Regions from separate parts of the Mus musculus genome. Here region 2 is linked to region 1. A link is a contact called in public HiChIP or PLAC-seq data. All regions are on one chromosome and are shown on one strand. The core of a region is the stretch at or near the end of the contact, and the rest is flanking DNA. Distances in the headings are between cores, read along the strand shown. Region 1 holds the start of Barhl1 (BarH like homeobox 1). Region 2 overlaps Cfap77 (cilia and flagella associated protein 77).

The links. HiChIP or PLAC-seq counts read pairs in DNA pulled down with a chosen protein or histone mark.
Region 2: a contact with region 1 is called in an H3K4me3 HiChIP or PLAC-seq map of embryonic basal ganglia, with 2.0 times the contacts expected there. The contact joins the enhancer-like site here to the promoter of Barhl1 in region 1. A contact is called at or near these places in 11 of 39 promoter capture datasets (the 3T3-L1 cell line, the HPC-7 cell line, cranial neural crest and 7 more), 1 of 15 datasets of contacts at CTCF or cohesin (embryonic stem cells), 3 of 484 Hi-C or Micro-C datasets (2-cell embryo, haploid embryonic stem cells and myocytes), 7 of 115 datasets of contacts at active chromatin or transcription factors (embryonic basal ganglia, embryonic midbrain, embryonic stem cells and 2 more) and 4 of 9 other capture datasets (adipose tissue, embryonic stem cells, liver and 1 more).

What each region holds. Positions count from the first base shown.
Region 1 is chr2:28,911,477-28,919,329 of GRCm38.p6, reverse strand. It overlaps Barhl1 (BarH like homeobox 1), which reads left to right and starts at 2,909. Exons shown (of 3, transcript NM_019446.4): 1 at 2,909-4,116; 2 at 7,766-7,853. The coding sequence starts at 3,651.
Region 2 is chr2:29,004,972-29,012,824 of GRCm38.p6, reverse strand. All of the region lies in intron 1 of Cfap77 (cilia and flagella associated protein 77), which reads left to right. Among named protein-coding and RNA genes, the nearest start is that of Cfap77, 46 kb to the left of the region's middle. Within about 2 kb of position 4,909, at least 5 of the 459 cell types and tissues checked have an H3K27ac peak or open chromatin away from gene starts, as enhancers often do. A contact at or near this core is called in embryonic basal ganglia and liver, where this site is marked.

The DNA of each region.
Region 1 (7,853 bases), core at 1,660-4,159:
GGGGTGACAGCCCAGGGTCCTGCAGTAACACTCACTGAAATCAGACTGCTCAGCTCGCTCCTTTCTTTGAGGGCCCCAAATCTTCCGGAGGGGAGGGGACCGGGAACAGCAACCAGTGTCTGGGGTGGCAGATCAACCTCCTACTGTGTACTAAGTAAATGAAAAGGGTACTCAGAGAGGCTGGGAACTTACAGAGGCTCCAAACCCAACCTCTTAGGACCCCATCGTTCTTAGGACACCCCTTCCTGCCAACCAGGCTTTCTTGTTGAAGAGTGGGTTGGATCCAGGCTCTCTGGACCACTTGATAAAAATTTCCAGTCCTATTTCCTTCCCAGATAAGCACAAGGCCAGTTGAGCCACACACTCACCCGGGCTGCTTCAGACAGGCTGAAGATGCAAGAGCCTGCCAGATAATGGAGGCTGGGGGGGGGGGGCGGGGGTGTGTGGTGGAGTACCTCTCAGGTCAATGCCCTAAGTTGGAAAAGAGCAAGCACATGAGAAAGGGCTATACCCTAAATTTCAAACGAAACAACCCACGCAGCATGTTTTGAATTTCTATAGATTACAATAATTCAGTGCTAATAACGTTATATTAACCAGCTGTTAAATGTCCTTGGGCCTCTGAGAAGTATAGAGAAGCCAGCTCGCGCTGCAAGAGGTTGGGTTCTAGCCTGGTTTATTTTTCTCCCTGCCCTGAGAAGGCTCGAACTGTCCTCTCTGCTTTCTCGGGCTCTGATCTGTGAGACTATCGGCTTCACTTTTTTTTTTCTTTTCTTTTCTTCTGGTTTTCTCTTTTGCTGGGACTGAGATCTCGGCCCAAGAATAAGACTTAGAAAACTGGCCGAGGCAGGAGCTGCTAGGAACCCTTGAGGCCGAGGAGGCTGGAGACACATCTAGAGAGACGGAGACCGCAGCTCTTTGCCGGCCGTGACTATAATGCTTACAGGTCCCAAAAGAGTGAGGTATCTGCAACTCATGTGGACCTAGGGTGCTACGAAAAATGAGTCCTCATAAGGTGAGAAGCAGCAGAGGTGTGGGCGACCGGATAGAGACCCTCCTGCAGCGGCAGAGAAGCCCAAGCTGGAGGCTGGCAGGGAAGGCCCCAAGACATCTCGCTCATGGTGATTTATGACGACTCCGCATCCCCATCCACCAAATTGAAAAGAAAGACAGGCAAGGCCCAGCGGGAGGCGCCCAGCGCTGGGGCCGCCGAGCTCCGGCCGGGGCCCCCGCCCTCCCGCCTCCCCGACAGCTTGCAGCCGAGCTCCACCCGCAGTCCCCCGGGAGCAGCGGGCCCTCGCTCCCAGCCCGGCCGATAGCCCGGCCGCTTCCAATCTGCCGACCGGAGCAGAGGGAGCGCGCGGGGAGCCGGGCGCGAGGCCACCGCTGGCCCATCCCGGCAGAGGACAAAGTTTCCGTTTTGCTCGCTTCGAGGGGCCACTCCCGGCCGAGATCGCGTTTGCGGGCTGCGGCGCTGAACGATTCTACGGCGGCCTTGGTCGCCGAGCCGGACGCGGGCCACGGATAGTTTCCCAGGGGCCAAGAACGAGGGTTAGGGGCGAGCCGAAGAGGAAAGTCTGGACTCCCCGCGAGCCGCGGGGCCCCTGCTGCCCAGATGCGCAACTCCGCTCTCTCGCAGACCAGGGCACCGTCCACCCTGGAGCTGAGCCCAGAGAATCCAGGCCCCTGACCCGTTGCAGCTACTTGGAGACCGGGGCCCCTGCACTAGCAGTGGCTGATCCCACAAAGGAGCGGAACTAGAGCGCGGTCCGGAGGGCGAAGAGGGAAAGTCCCAATCTTCATTTTTAGCACTGCCTTGAAAGAAGAGTCCAGGCTATCCACGGTCGGCCTTAGACATCCTCGTGCTAGCTCAGAACTTGCATTGTCCTGTCTAAAGGTACATCACACACACACACACACACACACACACACACACACACACACACACTTATCCAAAAAACACTAGCTTCTCAGGACATACGCCCTAGAGAGGCCACTGACTGGGGATGAAGAGGTCACTGCCTTGTTTCTTGTGCCGCCTCGCTCAGGCCACAGTCAAATCCGTGGGTCCCCTTAACGCTCCAGACTTGATCTTTCCCACGGTTCAGCTCTCGCCTCCGAATTAGGCCTCACTCTGGTCTCTTTTCCAAAAGACATCAGTCCTAACCTTCTGCAGGCCCAGTAGGCCCAGAGGCAAGGAGAGAATTGTGGTGTTCTACATGGCGTGTGTGTGTGTGTGTGTGTGTGTGTGTGTGTGTGTGAGAGAGAGAGAGAGAGAGAGAGAGAGAGAGAGAGAGAGAGAGTGAAGAGACCTAGAACCCAAGCAAAACACCCTGAAAATAAAATTTTAAATGCTTCTTGTACTAGGAAAAGGATTCCCTACACATCCACGTCTTTTCTCCACTGGGTTATGCTGCCATTTTGTGGGATGAGGAAGGGAAATTAGGAGGAAGAAAGGGGATGTAGATAGGATCCCGGTTCGGTCAAGTAGTTGGAATAATTGTGGACAAGCTCAGGAGAAGGCTTTCAAGGCCCAACATCCAAACTCCAGGCCACGCAGCCCAGCTGGCCCTCCTCCCACCGGTCGGTCCCTGCCCCCCTTGGCTAATCATCTTCATTAGAGGCGTCATCGCTGACCTAATGAAAGCAAACTGTGTGGAAATCGCCGGTAAATAGTTAGGTCTGTGCTGTAATTAATTCAGTGTCTCTTTTAATCAAACTGGAAAAGAATCGGGCCGCGGGTTGTAGAGACGTGACATCACCCCCAAAATCGGCCCGAACCAATCAGCGTCATCACTCCGGGGACACGTGGGTGAGTCCCCTTTAAAAAAAAAACACAACACAACGAAAAAAAAAAAGGAGAGAGAGAGAGAGAGAGAGAGAGAGAGAGAGAGAGAGAGAGAGAGAGAGAAACAACAACAACAACAAAAAAGCCAGTCCTAAAGTAAAAGTGACCCAAGTTCGATTTTTTTTTTTTTAAAGGAAGTGGGGGTGGCGGCGAAGGCGCGCGCGGAGGACAGGTGAGAGCTGCGGTGGGAGCCGCAGGGCGCTGTCCACGGTGCTGGCGGGGCCGAGCAGGAGCTCCGGGGCCAGGTGGGGCTGCTCGATCCCGGGGCCGCTGTCGCTGTCCGCGGTGCTGAGGCCTCCAGGTGCGCTCTGTTCTGCCTGCCCGTAACGCGGCCCCGGCCGGTTGCTATCGGCCGTGCTGACCCCTGCCCTGGGCTACCGTTTGCCTGGAGGAAGCGTGCGGTTTGGATTTTGTTTTTTCAAAAGACGATCTTTATTCAGATTCCATCAACCTCGTGTTTCTTCTGTGCCTAAGGGATCCTCGGGCCGTTCTTCTACCCTTTGGCTCTCCCCAACTTGGCGCGCCCTCCTCCCATTCCTCCTGACACTCCCACCACCACCCCCCCTCGGCTCGGCGGCTCGGCGCGGTGCTGCAGAAGACGCGTTGAGCCCTTTTGGATGTAATGCGCAGAGGAGGTTGGCCCAGAGCTCCCGGGCTCCCCCAAGGCTGAACTCCGTCCAAGGTGCCCACAGGCTCCCTGCCCGCCTTCCCCATGCCAGCCCGCAGCTAGGGGCAGGGGCAGCGGCGGCTGGGGTTGGGGGTGGGTGGGGAGCTTTTGGGGAGGACAGGTTGCAGCTTGGCTATGGAAGGCTCTAATGGCTTTGGGATTGACTCCATTCTCTCCCACCGAGCGGGCAGCCCCGCCCTTCCCAAGGGGGACCCCTTGCTTGGGGACTGCCGTTCACCCCTGGAGCTGAGTCCACGCTCAGAGAGCAGTAGCGACTGCTCTTCACCAGCCTCGCCCGGAAGAGACTGTCTGGAGACCAGTACCTCGCGGCCTGGTGCAGCATCTGGCCCAGGTTTGGACTCTCACCTGCAACCGGGGCAGCTTTCAGCCCCAGCCCAGTCGCGAACTGTCACCTCCTCCTTTCTGATCAGGGACATCCTTGCTGACTGCAAACCTCTCGCGGCCTGTGCACCCTACTCTAGCAGTGGGCAGCCTGCAGCCCCTGAGCCTGGGGGCCGCCTTGCGGCCAAGGCCGGGGAGGACTTTCGAGACAAGCTGGACAAAAGTGTCAGCAGCGCTTCATCAGACTCTGAGTACAAAGGTAAGAAACTAAGGGGAAAAGCGGGGTGGGTGGGTTCTAAAAAGTGACATGTAAAACTTGAGAGCACACACTTGGAGACAGGAACATAGTCATCTCCAGGATCTCTCAGGCCGGGGCCGAGAGTTGGTTTTCCTCTAGACCTCTCTACCAGCTCCAAAGGTTGAGGTCCTGGAGCAACAAAGAGTTCAGCGTGTGTGGCTCGGAGAAGCTGGGGAGGATACTGTGTGTGGAGGAGAGCAAGCCTCCCCAGGTGTACAAAGCAAACTCTGGCAAGAGCCTCACCTTCTGAGGATCCCTGGGAGGAGAGCTTGCAACAGTGCATAGCTTGGAGGCTGCTGCACTGTTGGAGTGAGAGCCTGGTAGGAAATTCCCATCAGAGCCCTTAGTACAGTACAAATTGTCTAGCTTTTAATCTGAATTTTCCCAAAAGAGGAAAAGGTGGGCCTCCCCACCCATTGAGTGTGGTGTAGTCTAGGCCTGCGAACCATGCAGAAAGAGAGAGGCCAGGTGGCTGGCTGGATTAGGGTCTGAGGCTGAGGCGGAGGGGGAAGAATGCCATACCTACACAGCAGCTCTCTCTGACTTGGGTCTTCAGTGGGTTGAACAGTGGTCACCAGGCTGTGGCCAGGACCCAGAGATTTCTGAGTGGTTATCAAGTTAGTCCTACTTTCTCTTTGGGAATCTCTGTGATGGCTCCCTCTTCATTCTGTCTTAACGAAGGGAGCTGAAGTGGTATTAAATGGACGGAGGAAAGGAAGAGAAGGAAGGAAAGAAGAGGGGAGGGAGGAGAGAAGAGGGGAGGGAGGAGAGAAGAGGGGAGGGAGGAGAGAAGAAAGAGGTTGCTTAGTTTTGTATCTTCTCTTTATGGCTCTGCCTTGACTTTAGCTGCTTATTGGGTCCAGGAGCTCAAAGTTCTTTCCCAGGAGAAGTGAAGTGGCAGAGGCCACAGAGTGTCAAAGGTATCAGGGGATGGAGCTCTCTTGCCAAGCAGCAGAAAATCAAGTCCTGGTAGAGACTGCTCCTGGACTTGTAACTATTACAACTATAGATCCCCCAAGCCTCTTCCTCAGGTGAATGCTATGCCATGAAGACAGCGTCATTGCTGCATGCACCTCCTGGTCTCTATTTGTGCTAAATTTCACAAAATTTAGTTAGAGTCTCTTGAGTCTTCTTTTCAACCAAGAATTCCTCTGAGGGTAGACCCAGGCTCCAAACCGAAGCCCATCAGGTCCTGGTCTCCTTTCTCTCTTCTTCCCTTAGTAGAAATGGCTAGGCGGCCTTCAACCAGGCTGTGGAACCACAATATCTAGAATGCTCCCAGTTCCAAACTCAGCACGCAGAAGAAGGTGTTTTTGGAAACTTGGCCCTTTTGCCTCCCCCTTCCCAGGGGCCTGTTTAGAGAGGCAAAGAGAACTCACCTTGGAGAGAGGTGTGTGTGTGTGTGTGTGTGTGTGTGTGTGTGTGTGTGTGTGTGTGATTACTTACAATTTGTAACCATCTCTACCTAGTTTCATGATTAGGGCAAAGAGCCATTGGGTCCAGCACTGCTGTACAAACAAGTTACTTCCTTTTATGGTTTTGCCCCTAAGCAGGATTTTGAGGAGAGATTCCATTTCGTTTAAGATAATTGGAATATCAATTTTCTTCTCCTGTCCCTGATGATATCTGAGGAGGGAGATGATGAGAGAGCGGAGAGCCGGCTAAGTATCACTTAAACGGGTTTGGAGCAGAGATGCTGTAGAAAGTTCCAGCCACCCCTAGGCACTGGCTGTTGCTTTTGCCCTTAACAAAAGTCTCTGAAGTGAATGGTTGTGTGTGTGTGTGTGTGTGTGTGTGTGTGTGTGTGTGTGTGTGTGAGAGAGAGAGAGAGAGAGAGAGAGAGAGAGAGAGCATGCCTAGCACACATCTCAAACAGGGGTGACTTTTGCAAAGTCTGACTTAGGAAGCTAAACTGAGAGACAGACACAGGAGCCAGCCCAGAGGGGCATTTAAGTCCTTCACCACAGCCACAAACCACTGAGTCATTTTGTTCTTGCAGGCAGGGGTGGGGAGCAGGCCAGTCTCATCACAAGTTTCTGGTGTGAAAGATTTCTTAAACAGTAATTACTGAAGTTGAACAGGGCTTTGGAGGTAGCGCGGGTGGCAACAGTACTGGAGCTCTGGGCTCTTAGAGAAACCAAACCAGGCTTCACCCCACCAAAGATCTCTGGTCCCCAGGCTCTAGTACGATGGAGATGGAGTGCGGCTCTGAGGCCGAACTCTAAAAAATTGGACACAAGATAGACAGCCAGAACTGCAGGAGTCCCGAAGGCGCCAGCAGAGCTCGGAAAGGAAGAAAGTCTAAAAAACAAACAACCGACCACTCCAGCGGGATGGCCGATTGTTATCAATAGTCCAAATAATTAGGGGGTAAAGTAAGATTTCTGCAATATCAAGTTTGAGGTCTGAATAAGGATAAGTTTTAGGCTTTCAAGGGAGAAAAGTCATTTTTGTCCCTGCGGGCTCCAAAGCCTCCCAGTGGAGGCGAAAGCTGAAGGCCGAAGGCCGTCTGGGGCAGTTACTCCGGGACTCCGGCGCTCCGGTGCTAGGGCTTCAGGCTCCCTCCCTGTCGCGAAGCACAGCCATTCCGGCTGAAAAGCCTCCCTCCCCAGTGGCTCAATTAACCGGATTATTGTTTCCTACAGAGAAAAATCACCTCACATTCAGCTGAACCCTGTCATGGCAAATGCCCCGCACAATGAATGAAACTCACCGTAAAAGAAGATAAAGAAAGCAGGGGTAGGGTGGGCGGGAGCCCCAGTCTAGAGGGTTATTTTGGGAGAAGTGGACTATTCTGTTCCAATCTTTCCTTGGGAGATGGAGATGGGAATGCCCAACTTGTTCAATTAAACGTGTGTTTTCTGTTAAGTCAACCCCAACGAAAATAGAGGAAAACGAACTAATCTAGCTTTGTCCTGTCTACGGTGGACCTCAGGAGCCGGGAACAGATGGCCATTTGCCCAACCGAGGGCTGTAGCGAGGGTGGGTTGGGAGCCACAGTGGGCACAGCGAAGCCGGGACCTCTGCGATGCACGCAGCCCTTCGTGCCCAGGGACAACATAGGTATTTCTCGCAGCTCCGAGCGCTCTCAGATGCCGACCATGCCGGCTTTCCATCCGCTTAGTTCGAAACTGGTCTAGGAAGCCATCTCTGTAGATTCCTGGCTAACGCAAGGTCGGTGAGGCGTGGGCACAATTATGTTCCCTTCGAGACGATGGGATGCTGAGGAACAAATAGGGTTTTGTTTCTCTACGCGAGCTTTGCGCCCAAACGAGGGAGACTATCCTCCAGAAATCCATTCTCGGCCAGTGACACATTAGGCCGGTCTGCCCCTGGCAGTCTTTATCTCCCCCTCCCCCGGTGTGGGGGAGTGAGGCGGGAGAAAAAGGGTTGAGTTTCTTCAGGGAGCTGCCAGCGGCTTTGGCCCCGTTCACTTCCTACACCGTTTCCTCCTCGCTCATAGTTCACACCCTTCTGCAGGCTGGGAATCCTGGCTCCGATGGCCAGGCCGTAGCATCCCCAAGGGCTTGGGTGCTATGGGACCCCAGAGGTCTCTGCTCTGACGACTGGGACCCGAGGAAGCCCTGACATGCTTTCTGTGTCTCCGCAGTGAAGGAGGAGGGCGACCGCGAGATCTCCAGCTCTCGGGACAGTCCCCCGGTGCGCCTGAAAAAGCCACGCAAAGCACGCACCGCCTT
Region 2 (7,853 bases), core at 3,660-6,159, 91 kb before region 1:
CAAAACCAAAAAAACCAGAATGGTCTCTCATCTTGTTGCTCAAGTTGACCTTGAGCTCCTGAGCTCCCGGGAGCCTCCCACCTCTGTCTCTCAAATTGGTATGAGTCACGGTGCCAGCCAACAGCACCAGTCCTTGCCTTGTGCGTCTCTGCAGTGGAGCTGAGGGGCTTCCTAAGGGCACAGAGTGATGCTGTGTTAGCCAAGGGACGAGCCCACACTCTCCAGGACGGATCAGGGACACAGCCACCAGATGGGCAGGTGGACCAGCTTGTGTGACCTGAAATATCTGCATCCACCCCAGCCTATAGAAGAGGCTGAAGGCGAGATGAGAGCGCCCTCTCCTCCCCTAATTTGTAGTTTTCTGGTGTTAGCACGGCTTATAAGACACATGCTCCCAATTAGCTGCTGCTCTTAATTTAAATGCTTCATAAATTATCTCCTGCGCGTGTGGATTATCACTTCATAATGCAAGTTAGCATTTAAATAAATAGCTGTGGTGTAGGAAATTAGAGAGGTTTACTTCTGAGGCTGAGGCGTAATGAAGGAAAATACCAAGGCAGCCGAATGGGGCTGGGGGGCTGGGTGGTGGTGGTGGGGACAATGGCAGAGGCTTACAGAGTTCCTGGAAAATACCAGTTATCTGAAAATCCACCCACACTTTGCTGTTGGTGGGGAGTTTCACTGGCCCATCTCAAAAAATAATATTGTTTTTTTTTCAGCTTTGAAATAATTAGCGATTTCAATGGAATTGCAAAAATTGTAGAGAGAAGTGTGTAGTGTCCTTGAGTCACCCCCCAGGGACAACAGCTTAATAACGAAGTCACAGAGCCAGGAGGGTGACAGTGGTCTAGCCACGGGCCTGACTTTGATTCTGCTATCTGTTCCATCATTTTAAGGAAGATGTTCCAGAGACACCCAGAGTTCAGGAACAATGATAGCTGTGTCATTTAGCGAGCATTTAGTGAGACTGAGCAAGGAGGTGCCCTTGTGCTCCACTTACAGATGAGGACACTGGGCTCTCCGGAGCAGCCTCTTACTTAGTCCCCTTGTTGATGAGTGCTGGGAAGAGATATGAGGTGAAAGCTGGGGTGACCATGGGGAGGGGACCTGTTGTCCTATACCTTCTGTGTTCTCAGTATCTTCTGTGAGATAGGAGAGATAGTGTCCTGGAATCAGAGACTTGTTTTCTGTGAGGAAAAAGAAAGAAAGAGAGAGAGGAAGAAAGAAAGAAAGAAAGAAAGAAAGAAAGAAAGAAAGAAAGAAAGACAGAATGAAAGAAAGAAAGAAAGAAAGAGGGAAAGAAAGAAAGAAAGAAAGAAAGAAAGAAAGAAAGAAGGAAAGAAAGAAAGAAGGAAGGAAGGAAGAAAGAGAGAGAGAAAGAAAGAAAGAGAAAGAAAGAAAGAAAGAAAGGAAGGAAGAAAGAAAAAGAAAGAAAGAAAAGCACAGGTGGGGACAGGGACAAAAGCCAGCTCTGGCACGTGCCTATAATTCCACCACTAAGGGAGCAGAGGAGACAAGATTAGGAGTTTTCTTTCAAGGTTCTCTCTGGCATATGGGGCCAGCCTGGCTGTTGAAAATTTTGTCTCAAAAAGCCAAGAAGAGGAATCAGGGAGAAGAGAAGGAGAAGAAGGAGGGGAGAAAGGACAGAGAAGGAGGAGGAGGAGAGGGAGGAGGGAAGAGGAGGAGAGGAGGAGGGTGCAGCAGTGGCCATGGTGGCACAGGCCATCTCCCAGGCAACCACACGTCAAGCAGTTGACCAGGGTTAACAGACACAGAACAGAGCCCCCAGACAGTGGTCACGATCTCTGCTCTGTGACCACAGGCTTTCTTTTCTCTCCTTCAGAAAAATCACAAGCTTTGGGGACCTGGGATCATATCTCTGTATATTGCCTTTACTTAGCCACAGGTGACTCAGGGACTCTGGGAAGCGTGTGCCCCGAGGACCCAAAGGACTGTGAGGTGGCCTGCTTCCTCAGGCACTTACTCTCCAGGCTCTTTGTCATAGGGTGGAAAGGCCAGTCTGCAGCACAGGTAATGACATGACAGGGGCTGTCATGACTTCAGTTAGTAGACACATGTGGTCATGGTGCACAGATGGCACCCTAACATGGCATGCACCGTGGCTTATAGTAGTCTACACCTCTCTTCTTGTCAAATACAGGGCGAGGCTTCTGATGAACCATATGAAATTACCCCAGTCTTCCAGTTTGGACCCACAAAATCAGTAAGCTGAGCACATCCTCATCTCAGAGGCATTTTCTCTTTGGCCTCCCCCATTTGCACTGATGGCATGGTCAAGGTTGTGCAGCTGGCGCCCCTGGGCTCCGCCCCAGGTCTGCCTCCTTGGTTCGAGGAGGACTAAGTGGATGCCTTGCCTTGAAGATTGGCTTTCTTGGTGTTCGCTCCCATTGACTCTGTTTCTCAGTCATCGCCCATGTGAATGTCTGTGCACCCAGCCTGTGCAGTCACACCTCAGCTGTGGCCCTGGATCCCCCTTCACCCCAGGGAGGATCTGCACCCAGAGTGAAATGGGATAAACGTGGCCTGGCGTTTCCCGGCTGGTTCATGTCACTCAAGTCTGCGGGATCAAAGGCTGCCCCTGGAATGTTCCAAGCCCTTTGAAGCTGATAACAAAGGCATCTTAGAGAGAGTCCCATCCTTAGAACCAGAGGCTGCTCACAGATGAAACCGCTGGGGTCCAGTTGCAAAGGGAACAGAGAGGGGACTCAGCGGGAGACGCTTCCGCACAGAGAGAATGGTTAGGGGGGTATCAAGTTGGTGACAAGTGGGTGTGTGGACATTATCTCTGAAGTAGACAAAACTGGGTACAGCTGCCTTTCCCACCCGACCTTCTAATCTTGTTCCTTCGACAGTTACATCCCTGACCCTTGTAAAAGGATCGTGTGGAAGGCGTGTTCTAAGCTGCATTTTAATAAGTCAATAAGCTCAAAAATTATTTAAAGCTTCTTAAAGAGGCTTATATTTGATTTCTTGTGGGAATTCTGGGCTGTAGAATAGTAAAAATGCACAGAGCATCCCAGGTTGCTTCACATGAAGGCAATGTCATTTTAGACAAACAACAACAATGAAAAAACCCCTTCTTAACTATCATTTGAGTAGAGTTGACCTAGTGAGAAGGTTTTTGTCACCTGTGGATGACATTGCTGGAGCCTGAGATCCTCAAGGGGGGAGGAACTGACTTCGGCTGTCTAGCAATGGCATGGTCTTTGAAAGCCTCAGCCTGGCCTTGAACACCCACAAGTCCCAGGCGTCTAGCAAAGGATGACGAGCTTCCCCGGGCCACACAGGGCAGGGAGGAAAGGCTGGCACCTGGGAAACAAGTCTGGGTCAGAGCTGTGCTTTATTCTTGATCTCATGGCTGTGTTCACCTCAGGCCCCGCCACCGAGGCCATTCAGAGTCAGGGAATACAGGACCTCTGCTCACTGAAGCCCAAAGCCATTATCCTGCAGAGGGGATGCTGGGGAAAACCTCCTGAGATAACCCTGTCTGGGTTTCCCTCTGTATTTTATAAGCTGATTGACCCGGTCAAAGAGGACACCAGGAGTCGGGTTGAGAGAAGAGGGAAAGGCACCCATCACTGAGAGTCAGGAAGAATAAAGAATTAAACATGAAACTACAGAGAACCATTTCTGAGGAGGTTAGAACCCAAGGGATCATGCATCTTGCGTTGCGTTGGCCACTGCACTGGGCGGGTCAACAGAGTGGCTGTCCACACAGAGATCGTAGCAACCTCCCCCAAATGATAGGATTAAGCTTCATGGTGCCTCGTGGTCAGAGATGTGGGAGTTGAATAGTGGCCTCTGAAAAGATACATCCACATCCTAATTCTAATCTCTGTGAATGTGACCTTATGGACAAATGGGGTGTTTGCAGATGTCATCGGTAAAGGCTCTTGGGATGCCACACTCCATCTAAGGTGACAGGTGTTTCGATAGGGAAAAGAAGGTAAGACTTGAGACATGTACTCTGGAGTAGAGCTGTATGAGACAGGCAGAAACTAGACTGGTGTGGTCAGAAGCAGACAGATGAGGGCTGCTGGCTGAGGTGGGACAGGAACCTTGAAGCTGAGGCTTTGGCCTCAGACTTCTGACTTCAAACAGACATGTTTAAGTATTTCTCCCATACAGTGCTCTGTGCCTTCGCTCTCTCCACATCCATCTGAAGTCCCTGCTCTTAGCTCCCATTCTAGGGTCCTCTACAGGCCAAACAGACACTGAGGGGTAAAACAAGAACGATCTGGACAGACAGACAGACAGGCAGAGGAGCTCTAGGGCTAGGGATGGAGCTCCTAGTTGGTGGAGTTTGCTTAGCATGCTCACAGGAAGCTCCAAATCCACCTCCAGCATCACATGCGCCAGGGACGCCGGTGCTCACCGGTAACGCCAGCAGTTGGCAGATGAAGGCGAGAGGATCAGACGTTCAGCCCCATTCTCAGCTTATCCTCAGTGAGGCCAGGGCTAGCCTGGTCTACCTGAAACCCTGGATCAAAACAAAAAGGAGGAGGAGAAGAGGAGGAGGGAAAGAGGGAGAGGAGGAGGGATGGTGGACCGGGTAGGCTAGAGAGGGAAGGAGAAACTGTGGTCAAGCTCGGATCAGTGTCACAGCCATCCACTGTCACACGCATTCAGCTAGTTCTAGCCCCGTATATGAAAAAGCCCAAACACGTGCACTTTTACTTGGGAACAAAGAAAAACATTTGATTGGAGATGGGGTCAGGGTGAGGGGCTAGCTTAACCAGCTTTGGCCTGCTTCACATATTTTGTGGGTTAGTCTAGTAGACCTTTGTTGGCAACCCTCTGCACGTTCCCAATAAAACCCTGACCCTAGCCCAGTTCCTGGGTGATGACCTATAACCTCTCATCCTACCTAGTTCAAAGGTCTGCATTCATACCAGTTTGTCCAGGGTAGGAACGCAATTTGTAGTGGGGGCTGTGGACCACACAGTGTCAGCTAACCTTTGGAAGGACCAAAATCAAAGTTTAAAGTTCAACCTCCGAGGAGGCCAGCCATATCTGTGATGTCTGTGTACCAGTCGTATTTATTCGTTTGTCTGTATTGAGACACGATTTCTCTGTGTAGCCCTGGCTGTCTGGAACTCACTCTGTGGATTAGACCTGCCTCAGACTCAGAGATCTGCCTGCCTCTGCCTCTGGAATGCTGGCTGGGATTAAGAACGTGTGCCACCACCAGTTTTTAATACAAATTTTGGATTCTGGGGCTGGGGAGATGGCTCAGTGGTTAAGAGCTCCCATTGTTCTTCCAGAGGATCTAAGTTCAGTTCCTAGCACACAACTGCCTATAACTCCAGCTCCAGGAGACCTTGTACCTTCTGGCTTCCATAGGCACCTATCCACACACAGGTGGCACACACACGCACGCACGCGTACACACACACACACACACACACACACACACAAACACACACTTAAAAGCCCTGGATTCTGAGGGTAAGAAGGTGTCTCCGTCAGTAGGCTGTCTGCTGCATAAACACAAGGCCATGAATCCATCCCCGTGCCCCTGAGCCTGGCTCGATACTCTGCACCCGCAATCCCAGTACTGGCAGAGGCCTGAATACCCCAGGGTTCAATGGCCAGACAGCCTAGCTGAATCATGAGCTCCAGATTCACTGAAAGACCCTGTCTGACAAACTAAGGCATAGAGTTATAGAGGAAAATACTTGATGTCAACTTCCGGCCTCCATATGTATGTACAAATATGTCCACAAACATGGATGTTGATCCTGGACTCCAAGGCTCAGGTCATCTTCTCTGGTGGGCAACACTGCATGTTGTCACTCACTGCCACCGAAGAAGATGAAGCTCCCTGATGGCCTTGTCAAGCTGTCCAGTTTAAAATGATACAAAAAGTGGGGAGCAAAACGTTCCCCCAAGGGTGGACTGAAGTGTAGTGGAGAGACTTACAGCCCCATAAAGCCGCCAGGCCAGACCAAGTCTCACTGGCTCTTTAAAACCCCAAGAAGGGCTTCATTTGCATTTAGATCTCCTTGCTCCCTCTTTTCATCTAAAGACAAATCCTCACAAAAGGCTGCTTAATTAGACCAAATTAGATTTCCACTCAGCCGCTTGTCATTCATTACAAAACGCTGTTCTTTTTCTATTTTGGTAATTACGGGCTGGTCTCCGCCCGTTTGTAGCCCTCACTCCAGCCGGTGCCTGACTAGCATCCCTGATCTGGTGCAGGGAAGAGGAAAATTACTCGCTAGCACCCACCTGTCTGTTTATAAGTTGGATCAAGACCGCCACTGCCACCCCACCAGTGCCTCTTACAAAGTCTGGGTGGGCGGCTCTTCATTCTCGAGTCTTTACTGATTAATTGTAGAGCAATACAGAGCCTGATCATGTTCAGGATGGAAAGCCACCGACAAGCAGATTTCACGAACAGTGTATAACCTGAGCTGTTTACCTGCGTTGCCTCACTTTGCACCGCCACCCGCTAGGTCATCAGCAGGGCAGTCACTCGCCCTCAGCCCTGCAGTTTCTTCACCCTGAGCATATTTGGGGAACTTGAATCTTTTCTTGCATGGTTTGTCTTTTCTTTCTGACCATAATAGGCTGCTATCACCGGGTGTTAGCTGGTGTCACAGACATGGGTATGTGGATCTGTTGAGGGCCCAGACAGCTGGGGCAGTGCTAAGGTCTATGGCAGTGTTCAATACTTACCAACTAAGAGGTGGGCAAGTTGACACAGTGCCCAGACCTGGCCACTTACAAACTCTCCCATAGTGCAGCTCAGGGTTCCTGGATGACTGAAGCAGGTGACGTGGTTCATGTGGTCCAGACTCAAACGACAGGGCTCTAGATCATGGGGGTCCAGGAAGAGGGTGACAGAGTCCACAAGGCCCTCAGGGTCAGTTGGAAGGTTTACATTTTACAGATGGAAGTCTGAGGCCAGAAGAGGACAGGGGCCATGCAAATGCCTTCCTGAGCTGCCCTTCCTATTAGCCTGCCCCACACACTCATACTAACAAGCACACACACACACACACACACACACACACACACACACACACACACACTCACACGGGGTGGGGGGAATGGTGGGAGAGAGAGATAGAGAGATGTCTCACCACGGCTCATTTTCTACCCAGAAGCCTTTACTGTCCCTCCGGAGATGAGACCAGAGGATCAGGAGTTTCAGTCTATCGTCAGCTGTATAGAGTTGGTGGCTACCCTGTGTTACATGCAAGCATGTGAAGGCAGGGGTTTGGATCAAGCCTAACTCCCCAGTGACATGAAGAACACACTTTACTTTAGAAGATCTGGACGGGGAGAGAGTGAGCTTTGTCATTTAGCTTCCAAAATCTTAGCCAATACACCGAGCATGTCCCTCAGTCCTGCCAGCAGTCCAAGAAGACTGTTGAATACCAAGCTCTGGTATCCTTTGGTGGGAGACTTTGGCATGCCATGCACTCTTGCAGCTGAGCCTGAGCTTCAGAAACCACCACCCAAGTCACATGGGGTTACTGGGATATAATGTCATGGGTGGGAATGTTCAAGCAGGGTGCAGAGTCCAGGGGCACTCCCTGGTGGTGGGATCTACAGTTGTTATTTATTTATTTATTTTTTACATTTTATTTTATATTTCATGTATCTGAGTGTTTGCCTGCATGTATATTTGTGCGCCATATGCACACAGTGTTCGAAGTCAGGCCCCTCAAGCTGGAGTTAAGGGTGATTGTGAACAACCATGTGGGTGCTGGGAACTGAGCCTGCGAGAGCAAAACGCCCTTTAAAGGTTGAGCCATCCTCTCCCCGGGTGAGAGCGTCTGCTCGGGTGTTTGGGAGCTCTAGGGGCGAAGAAGGAAGGCAGA